3 separate regions of the Mus musculus genome follow, and regions 1 and 3 are each linked to region 2. The links are chromatin contacts, called in public Hi-C and HiChIP or PLAC-seq maps. All regions are on one chromosome and are shown on one strand. The core of a region is the stretch at or near the end of the contact, and the rest is flanking DNA. Distances in the headings are between cores, read along the strand shown.

Evidence for each region. Hi-C and Micro-C count contacts between places; a contact is called where the count stands out from the background. HiChIP or PLAC-seq counts read pairs in DNA pulled down with a chosen protein or histone mark.
Region 1: a BATF HiChIP or PLAC-seq map of CD8 T cells shows a contact between it and region 2, with 5 read pairs. The contact joins two enhancer-like sites. A contact is called at or near these places in 1 of 15 datasets of contacts at CTCF or cohesin (large pre-B cells) and 2 of 115 datasets of contacts at active chromatin or transcription factors (CD8 T cells and large pre-B cells).
Region 3: a Hi-C map of CD4 T cells shows a contact between it and region 2, with 2.5 times the contacts expected there. The contact joins two enhancer-like sites. A contact is called at or near these places in 1 of 484 Hi-C or Micro-C datasets (CD4 T cells) and 1 of 115 datasets of contacts at active chromatin or transcription factors (CD8 T cells).

What each region holds. Positions count from the first base shown.
Region 1 is chr15:9,606,710-9,610,051 of GRCm38.p6, forward strand. Spef2 (sperm flagellar 2) reads right to left here. Exons shown (of 37, transcript NM_001305042.1): 29 at 2,800-2,938; 30 at 464-693. Among named protein-coding and RNA genes, the nearest start is that of Il7r, 79 kb to the left of the region's middle. Within about 2 kb of position 1,637, at least 14 of the 459 cell types and tissues checked have an H3K27ac peak or open chromatin away from gene starts, as enhancers often do. A contact at or near this core is called in CD8 T cells, where this site is marked.
Region 2 is chr15:10,072,873-10,076,626 of GRCm38.p6, forward strand. No RefSeq gene overlaps it. Among named protein-coding and RNA genes, the nearest start is that of Prlr, 100 kb to the right of the region's middle. Within about 2 kb of position 2,274, at least 55 of the 459 cell types and tissues checked have an H3K27ac peak or open chromatin away from gene starts, as enhancers often do. A contact at or near this core is called in CD8 T cells, where this site is marked.
Region 3 is chr15:9,675,718-9,679,046 of GRCm38.p6, forward strand. It overlaps Spef2 (sperm flagellar 2), which reads right to left. Exons shown (of 37, transcript NM_001305042.1): 16 at 570-826. Among named protein-coding and RNA genes, the nearest start is that of Spef2, 71 kb to the right of the region's middle. Within about 2 kb of position 2,069, at least 26 of the 459 cell types and tissues checked have an H3K27ac peak or open chromatin away from gene starts, as enhancers often do. A contact at or near this core is called in CD8 T cells, where this site is marked.

The sequences.
Region 1 (3,342 bases), core at 387-2,886, 470 kb before region 2:
TTTGGTTCTACTCAAGATCTATGAAGCAATGAAAGAAAAGGACATTCTATGAGGGATTCCTTTACTTCTTAGTATCCCCTCAGTACCCAGACAGAAACACAAACTTGAGATCCCTAATGCATCTCTACTTAGAAGCATAAAGATTATTTTTCAGTTGTCAGATGGAATCAAATTTACCAATATTGCCTCCAAGAGAGGAGGAAGACAGAAGAGTCACCAGGGCTGGCCACACTACCACACTGCTACACTGCCTGATTATCAGTCACCGTGACTCTTCTCCTTGCTTAACTCAGATAATATTGTACCAAGCAAGTACATAGCAAACAACTTTGGTAGAACAGAGTGCCGTTTCCTTGCAGTGCCCTGCGTTCCAATAGAACTCAGTTGTCTTCTGGCCAAGTGATGTCCACTGTGGGCAATTTTAATCATCTTTATAACCCACCAGCAGCAATTCCTTTCTTACCTTTAGGTGCCATGTCTAAGAACTGATCTCGAAGATTATCAAGCTGTTCGATTGTTAGGGTACCATTTTCTTCCCTTTCTACTGGTGGTGGGCGGGTTGGTGGAGAAGGATCTGGGAAGACTTTTATGTCTCCATTGATATAGAAGTCTTCTTGGCTTAAGTAAATCTCATTTTGAATTTTTGTAGCTGTTTCAATGTGGTAGCGAGCTAATTCGGTCAATTTCTGTATACTGCAAATAGAAAAATGAACAAGGCCATCTCCATTGAAGATATTATTAGATTAACAGTTAATAAAACACACAAAAGCTAACACATTACAGGGTAAGTTCAATTCTATAGGCATTTAAAACTTTTAAAGTCAAGTTAAAAAGTTATAAAGATAAAAAATGAAAATATTCTCTTATTAAGAAGGTATTATAGTTCAATTTTATGCTAAGCTGAATGAGAAAAAAGCCTACTAAATTGAATCAAATTTTAAGTGAATCAAATTTGGTTATTTACCTCTAGAGAAAGCAAAAATTGCTTTGCTCTCTAGCTTTATGTCAAAGGATTTAATGTTACTTAAGACACACCTGGCAGAGGAGTGGCTTCTAGTGTACAACATCCAAAGCTGGATCACGTGTCTGTGAGCATCTACATTTAAGGGCTACAATGGCTAGAGGAAGTAACAGTGGGTCCTAGGGTCTCATCTAGAGCATGTGCTTGACATGGTCCAGGGTGGCTGTGAGTGGTTTATCCTTGAAATTAAGCCACTGACATTTACTCCCTCTTCTAAGATGATTTTCAGGGCAGCACACAGGTGATGGATACACACACACACACACACACACACACACACACACACATTTGGGTAAGAGTTAATGGCCTAACTCTAGGCAATTTTAAATGTGTCTTAGGTAGTAGACATAATTAAGTATAAACTGATGGAATGAAGAAAAACTCTTGTCTTGATCTGATGAAGAAGACATCATGAGGAAACGCATACTTATTCTCCCTTTATATGATGAGCAACAGTTATTTGTGGGCTGATACTTTCAGGAGTATTATCAGTTCCTGTCCTCGAAAAGGCTCTTGAACTCAACTCCTCAGTGCTCTTTGTGAATTCCCATACAGTGTTTGCTAATTAGTTTGTGGTTTGGAGTGTTCTTGTACATTGGAACCTGAGTTTGTGTGAATGAACGGTGGTATCTCCACACAGACCAGAATGACTGTGCACCACCTAGTGGAAGGTTACTGCAGTCATTTCCATAAAGAAGAAAGGAAAGGTCAGGAAAATAGATTTGGAGTTCCAAGGGACTTGACAGTAACTCCCCACCCCTCATTAAAAGTTACTTTTTAACTTCACGTTGTGTGATTTCTTGTAGTCAGAGTACGTCACATTATAGATTCAGAAAGTAGAGACAGATACAACATAAATGTGAGAACTTTGCATATATCACACAGAATTAACATCCATTTGTGCTTAATGGACAGACACAAGGAAGGAACCCATAAATCCTAAGATCTCAGATGAAACCCTTTCATTTATACGTGGCAGGCAGAGACTAGGGCTACAAGCTACTTGCAATTGACTTGGCTGTCTAGCAACAATATTTGTTTATACACAGTGGTAGCAAGTTACCAGATGGAAATGAATGGTTTGAATTTTTTTTTTTTTTTTTACTACTTTCAAAGGTGGAACAACAGCACTAAACAATTGGGCTGAAGATTTTTAACAATAAAACTTTCAAGATGAGAGCGGAGAAAGCCAGACAAAAAGACTGTTTACAGATAGTAATTATTGCTTCTGTGAACATTTAGAATTTGATGCCCATTCTCAAACAACTACTAGACTTTTGGCAAATCTACCCTATAATATACATATTGCAGAATCTAGTTTAAGCTGAAACTGGTGGAATAGCCTAGTTGGAGTCCTTTTTGTAGATTAAGCTGATGAGCATTGAACAATTAGATCTAGTACTCATTATAATTTGAAATAATTTGGAAATCTCCTGGATTAAAATTACATGCAATATTACCATGTAGACTGAACTCCCAGAGTGAAAATGATATTGTGGCAGAGCCCACTGACAGGCAGAAAAATACTCTACACAAATGTGATGGTGGTATTCATTTTGAGTGTTCATAACAGGTGCGGGTGGGGTGGCGGGGGCAGAGATACAGACACAGAGATACACAGAGACACATGTGTCTGCACGTGTGTGTGTGTGTATGTGAGTGTGTTTGTGTGTGCGCGCGTGTGTTGTAATTTAAATCTGTGGATATCTTAAACACCCGTGTCAATTTTTGCATTTTTGGCATTGAGTATGATTATTTTTGATTGAGGAAAACCTTACCTGGCCATTTCATTCAAATATCTCTTACCAAGCCATTTTTCCATGAGCCTGTAGACATCAATCACCTTTGTTACTAAATCTTCCAGGACGGACAAAGCTTTCAACTTTATTAGCTCAAGTCGAAATTGTGCGGCTTGTTCTATTTAAAAAGAGAAACTGAATTCAGAAGGAGAAACATTATGCTTTTTATTCATATGCATTTGTATTTTGCAGATACAGGAACACAGAGTGGGGTGATTTAGAAAACAAAGTAAGAGGAAGAGCAAGGGACGTGAGGCATAGTGATGAGGGAGGGACACAGTCATAGTATGTCACACACATGCATAACATGATCATAATGAACCTTACTGTGTAAAATTAACACACAATATAAATAAAAGACAAAAGGAGATTTTAATACATTATACCTACATTGCTCTTACATAAACCAAGCCCACTTTTTATACCTATCATACTTTGGTTTATAAAGCTTTATTTAATTCGTGAATATGGCTAAGGTGGCATCCATCACAGAGCGAAGCTAAATGAATCACACTGTAAAGA
Region 2 (3,754 bases), core at 1,024-3,523:
TTTGACAACAGTCGTTCCTTGAAAACTTTTAGAATTTCTGTGGGCTAGGTGCTCTTGTATCTGCTAGGAGCAACTGGAGATCAGTCATGAGGTAAGACAATATCCATGCCTCTGCCCTCAAAGAGTCTTCAGTAAGTGAAAGGAAACAACTGCCTTAGTGATATCAGTATTGCACCATGACTTCTTTTATAAAGGAAACTGGGTACCACTGAGCAGGTATGGATGACTCGTGCATCATAACCAACGAAGGTGGTATTTATGAAGCACTTGCTGTAGGCCCTTACTGTGAAGTTGGTTTTTAAGTAGCATCTTACTAGATTTTTCACTCAAACCTATGCAATTACACATGAGAAAATGAGACACTTAGAGTTAGTTCCTATTGTCCAACTCACAAAGACAGGCAGGGAACAAATTGGACCAGGAATGAGGTTCAAGTTTGCATACCTAGAATTTCACCTCAGTCCACTAGAACCTTCCCAAAAGAAAGACTGAAATATTTCTTGTTAATAAAGTGCACAGGCTTGTTCATTAAGGCAGAAAGGAATATGCTAGTGACGAGCCTGAAATGAATTTTATTACACTCACTAAGCAATTCATAAAGCTAAAATAAGTTCCATAAACTTCAAATGTGTCCAGGGCCCAGGACTACCATGAATGGTCCACTTGACTGAAGACTTGAATCTAGAAATGTGGCTACCTTATGATGCAGGGTTTTGATCTTCCTAAAATCAATCACAAATGGAAATCACCGAAGGTATCATTATGACCATGGAGGAGCAAGAAGATGTGTTTATACTTTCGAAGTACCTAAGTGTCAACTCTGTTAAAATGTCCCTTTCCAAGCTGACTTAGCACCAAGCTTGTAAGGGCACACAGGTGACACATTCCTCATTTCCTTCAAGTCCTTCTTGAGTTTCATTTTGCACAATCATTTTATTTTTCAACTTCCATCTGGGCCCATTGGGGGTGGGGCCTTATTCCCATTAGCTTTAGTGTTCTCATAACAAACACAAGCATTTATTCTTCCATCTTGTGCCCTAAATATTTTTTCTGTGCACTAGTTAGAAACCTAAAATATTAGTAGCATTTAAGAATAAAGGTGGCAAACACGTTTGAGTAATAAATAGTAAAAATGTGTTTTGTTTTGTAGTTTCCAAGAGACAATTACATTGCTTTTGAAAATGAATGTAACAAGATTTGTAAACCGTGCCATTTCTATTTTGGCCTTCAACTGAAACTCCCTCTGTGGTCGTCAGTGTACACAAAGTCCTATCGAAAACAGCCCCAAGCAATATACAGAGAACATTTATTCCATTTCCAATGACAGATATTGGTAAAAACAGAGCTAGTAAAAAACAAAAATAACATAAGCTACAATGTACTTTTAACAAAATGTACTCAAGTGGGTCTTTTACCATTTTGTCCTCTATCTTTAAAACATGTATCCTCAATTTGAAATTTCTTTCATTGGTGACGCTCTCACCTACGTAGTAATGGCACTTAATGTTCATAAACACTTAAGATCTTTGTCATCCTATAAGTTGCTAGGACTAATGACAAACCAGTCTCCCAATTATGACAAATATTTGATGCTCTCTGCAAGTATTTTGTATCTAAAGATGTTTTTAAATTAATAAATACTATTCACTTTATTTTCTTTTATCAAATATATGCTGAGTATCTTTTACATCTTCCCAAGCAATTGTATCATTGTGTTTTTCTCCAAAATTTTTATTTTTATATATTTTAAAAATAAGTATATATAATCTCTGAGCATTTCAAAAGATGGTTCAAATTGATTTTTTTTCTACTAGCAGAAGTGGTCAATAAAACATATAGATTTTTCAAAACAACTTCTATAAAGCATAGTTTTGTGAACCTATAATGTGAATTTTTAAAATAATACCTTAAGGTACCAGCTTTCTCTTTCTCAACCAGGGGGCAAAAGACTTCTCAGAAAAACAGCTTTTTCTTTTCTGTCAAGAGAAGGTAAACACAGGGGAAATATTCCAAGGGAAATAAAAAACTGAGGAAGTTTACTAAAAGACCATAATATAAAGATTAAACTTGTTAGAACAAGAGAGGGATTTTTTTTAATGGTAAAATAATTGGGGGGAAATAATCGCCCTTGAGACATCCTTGTCATGCTCTCAGGCTTCAGACAACATGCTCAGGTGTTTCTAGATTTTCGTTCAATCGTAACATGATTGACGCCAGAATAGAGAAGAAACTGAAACCCAAAACAGGATGTGAGAACTGGAGGGAAAGACCACGGAGGAGAAGCGAAAAGGTGGTAGGCAGACCAGAGTGAGGCATGGCAGTGACACTGGGGATGGAGAGCGACTGAAAATGATAAAGACGAGGGAACAGAGGGATCTGAGAAGCAGCTGGAAAACAGATTGGCTTGTAGGTGTCCTTTAGTGTCCTTTGGTCGTTCAACAAAGTCATTTTCTGTCTTCTTTTATTGGACAGACTATACTCTCTCTAGCATAAGAGAATTTTCAACCCATATATAAATGCTTATTCCCACCTCTTATTCCAACTAAATCCTCAGACATCCATTTCTTATCCTCAAAGAGTTAGACATTGATTCGTAAATATACTTCATTTGGGGGAACAAGAAGGGGAAACAAGTAGAAGACTCGAAATTGAAAGTTGAGGTTTTGTCTCAATTTTAAAATCTGAGTTACTTTGGGTTTGTGGCACCCCTCTCTGATCTTTCATTGATTCATATTAAAGTGGAACAGTCTTTGCTCTGTGGTCCATTTCAGCTCTGATATGATGTAACCTGCTACACCGGGTGCAGGGTGTTTTTAATACATGAAAGCTACTGCTATTGATTAATTCATAATAAAATTCCAGGTTTCAAATCCATATCAGCATTGCATGAACTGCGAAGGTGCGAACTCAGGCCTGTGACGTGAAGATTATCCACCCTAGACAGATGGTTGGCATGTTTCCAAACAAGGACATACAGGCCTGCTGGGGTCACCTCAGTGACTACATCAACACGGCAGAGGACAGATCTGCACTGAAATAAGATATGAGCAGAACAGCATCGTCTCTCTCAGCCACAACAGAGCCATCTGTCTTAAATTAACCTAAAGCCTGTTAGCTGAAGCCTAGTTACGCATTGCAAGCTGCTTGGAGAAAACAATTTAAAAAGTCCTTCGGTGGTAGCATCCTGTCACTAAAGAAAGCTTTAATAAGCAGGGTATTCCAGGCAGGTAAAGCTTCCCTTCTTTTGAGCCACATTCACCAAAAGGAAAGATGTTCCAATCTCCCAGCACCCTGCTGAGAACTTTGATGAGGCAGCTGTCAGGGGAGACAGCACTGCTCTGTGATAACACCTATTGTCCACTGTTAGCTCTACAGTTGGGAGTAAGACAAAACTGCAAATGTGTATTGTGCAGCATACATAGCAGCTGGGAGATACACAGAAAATCTCCAAGGCGTAGATTTTAAATAAAACCCAAACAACCTAAATACTCTCTCTTTTCCTTTCATTCTCTGGGTTTTCCTCTTCATAGGAATGGGTGGGATTTTTCCAATCTGTGACTCTCCTGCTCCCAGATATTTCTGAGATGTCAGTGTTCTAAAAAGAAAAAAAAAAAAAAAGAAAAGAAAAGAAAATGTCTCCACACTGGAACTCAGTGGTTGAGTCTGAATGTTAATCCATACATCAACACTGTCCCTGGGATTTTAAAATATAGCTCAGAAAACAGAGAACATGGAAGAAGAGTCCCAGTTCCTC
Region 3 (3,329 bases), core at 819-3,318, 400 kb before region 2:
GCAGTTACAGCCACTGTTTCTAGCCTCCTTAGAGTTAATACATAATCCAAGAAAGAATGTTGCAAGATCCTTACATACAATACAGTAGATATAGTGTTATCAGCATCATTAAGGTACCAGATAGCTACAAATTGTGTCTCTGTGTGTACAAGTCTCAGAGGAAGCTCTGACATGGAGAGCTGTCAATTTGCTGGAAAAGGCCAGTGAAGTGCTTAGAGTTGGCCCAGAATTCTCCCTTAGTTCCAGGTTTGGCTAACACTAAATACTGTCAGTAAAAACAAGAGACAATGAACTCAGCTAGATAACACTTTGAAAAACAGATTAAATGAAACTATTAATTTAGTCAAAGAACATTTTCAATATAATATATTTGACCATGCTTTTCCCTCCTCCTAGATTCTTTCTACCTCCCTATACAGCCAGCTTCATGTTCTCTTGCTCTTCAAAAAACAAAAACAGAAAAATAAAATAAAACCATGGAGTTAAAAAGAAAACCCACAGGTTTTTAAAGCACGTTTGATTATGAAAAAGAGTGTAACGTTTAAAAAAAATCAATGTATTCCTCTTACCTATGATATCATTAGTTCGAGCCAACGATGAGTTATCGGAAATATCTAGCAATATGACAAAATCAAGTGCAGATGGGAGAAGAGAGACCTCTGTGGAAGTTGAGGGGTCTAGGGCCAATGTGGGCATTTGTTCTTTCTTCTTCTTTAACTGTAGGAATTTTCTTTTGTACCCTGTAAGTGCTTCCTCCAGGAGTTTGGCTTGATTTAATGTTATTGGAAATCCATCAAGAACCCAGCTTTGGTCCACAGGTATCTCCCTAAATTCAAACAGCACAATCCATTAGCATGATGATAGACACCATGGCTCTTCAAAAGTCAGTGATACAATGAACACCTTTACTTTATTGTAAATTCATCCTATTGCATAGATGTTGCTATTTTATAGCTAGAGTATGAGGTTTCCTTATGTGTTCTGATTGCTTCCTTGCTTAAAATCCTTCTGTGGGTTTCTGCTGTCATGTAGATGTGTGCTCTGAACTTGTAACTACCTTTCACAATTTTAAATGCTTGCAGGCAGATATCCTCAGCACGGTGTGCATATGTGCTGTGTGCCCTATGCTCAGGCTGTACTTCCTCGAAGTCCTCATCTGTACAATGGAGTACTGTAAAACACTTCACTGGGGTTTGTGAAGAGGAACAGAAATGACACATTTAGTAAATGTCACACAGGTCTTAGTCCATACTGAACACTCCTGTCACCAATTTGGAGGGGATTCTCATCCCACCCACTCCTTACACTCTTACTAATTTCACCATATCAAAAACACAGTCTTGAATTAAAACTTTCCTTTTTGGTTTTGTTTTCCTTTTGTTTGTTTGTTTGTTTTGTTGTTTTTCGAGACAGGGTTTCTCTGTGTAACAGGCCCAGCTGTCCTGGAACTCACTCTGTAGACCAGGCTGATCTCAAAATCACAGACATCATCTGACTCTGCCTCCTGAGTACTGGGATCAAAGGCATGGGCCACCACTAAAAGGGCTTAAGTATCTTTGTTCTACCTTCAAATTATGCCAAACTAAAAAAGTCTTCCTTATATTTTAATGGCATTAATTTACTTACTGCCTCTCATATTAAAGAATAGATTCACTTTTCCAGAAGTTTTTAAGTCTTTTGGTGACTGCCTGAAATCCTTCAGATCATGTGGCAGGAAGAATGGGGAGGGGGGCTGGGGAGGGGAACAAATTTCAGAAAGATTTCAATTCTAGATCAAAAGCATAGACTTTCAAATGGCTTCCTGTCTACTGATTCTCAGCATGGCTGCCAGCTTCCGTCTGGCATGTCTTTCTCTCTCCCCCTAGGTTATCATAGCAAGAAGAGGCTGCATTTTACTTTCCCGACTTCTCCAAAGAGCGATCAACCTTCTTCATAGATCGGGCTTACTCTTTCATTTGCCCAAGTCACAGGAGAGAATTCCCTTAAGTACCTGAGCTCTTCTGAGAGCTGCTGCCTCAGAAGCCACAGCAGACAGAGTCAGAGGTTAGAGCTGCTCTCCTTCCATGCTAGAGTGAGATGGCAGACAGCAGGCAGACAGCAGGGAGCGGAGGAGCTGGACTCGGGTTTTTGTTACATCACTACCCAGACACAGCTATGCAATTACAACTAGTGTTCCTTTTCTCACTAGACTAGACCAAAATCTTGTAAACCGGTGACAGTCCTCGGGAGGTGTCTTAGAGGAAATGGAGATGGTGTTTGGTGTGAGGAGGGTGGTGGTGTGGACCCTCCAGAGCTACTAAAACCAAAGCGAAGGGCTGCTTGATGCTTTTGCATATCCATTTGCTTGACGAACAAAGAGCACTGTGGTAAAGTGTACTTTATGTCATTTCTGAGAAATGTGAGGCTAAAAAACCTTCCTCGAGTTCCAATTACTAGATACATAAGTGAGAAGCAGCTTAAATCTTTAAAGCAGCCTTTAAGACAACATTAAGGAGGAGCGTATCCCAGATGAACAGTAAAAAAATTCTATAAACTCTCTCTCCTCTTGCCTCTTAATGTTCCCCACATACCACAGTTAAGCAATTCCATTTCCTCTCCAATTCTTTCAAAAGAAAATTCTTTCAAAAGAGCCTTTTACTCTTTTTCCCCCATCCCGTGTAGATTATTTCCTTTATTATACAGACCAACTGGCCTCTTGTAATAGACATGTATAACAAAGCAAGGTTGAGGGTAATCCTCTCTCACTAAATGGAGGACAGAGAAAGTATAACATGACAGATTCTTTGAACTTTTCCTCTTTGTCCCCTGTCACATACCTTCTCTGTGCTACACATACGTGCTTTGTCTACACTGTGTACCACTGCCTGTTGTCCTGGGATTCCTGGACTCCATTCCTGCCCTCTCTGTGAATCACAGCACAAGCAAGTGCAGAAGTCTATGTGCAGTCAGGTAGGATGTCCTTTCTTACACCATATATCCTTGGTTTGGGGTAATTGTCCAGTTCTCCAAAAGCAGTAGAAGCTGGCCCTCGTTTCCATCAGGTAGAAGTCAAGACTAATCAGAGAGAAGTGAAGTAGAGGCCTGCAAATCTATGTACTCTCCCTCTATCTTACTTAGGAATTGGTAGATATATTTGGATATTTCATTTCTACGTTATTCTTCACATATCTTTTTGTAAATAATACATGAAATGGGAGAGGGAGATGGCTCAGTAATTAAAGTGCTTGCTACCCAAGCATGTGAAATGAAGTTCTGACTCCCAGGACTCATGTAAATAGTGACGGGGTATGGGACCCAACTGTAATTCTATCCGTAGAGGTTAGAGATGA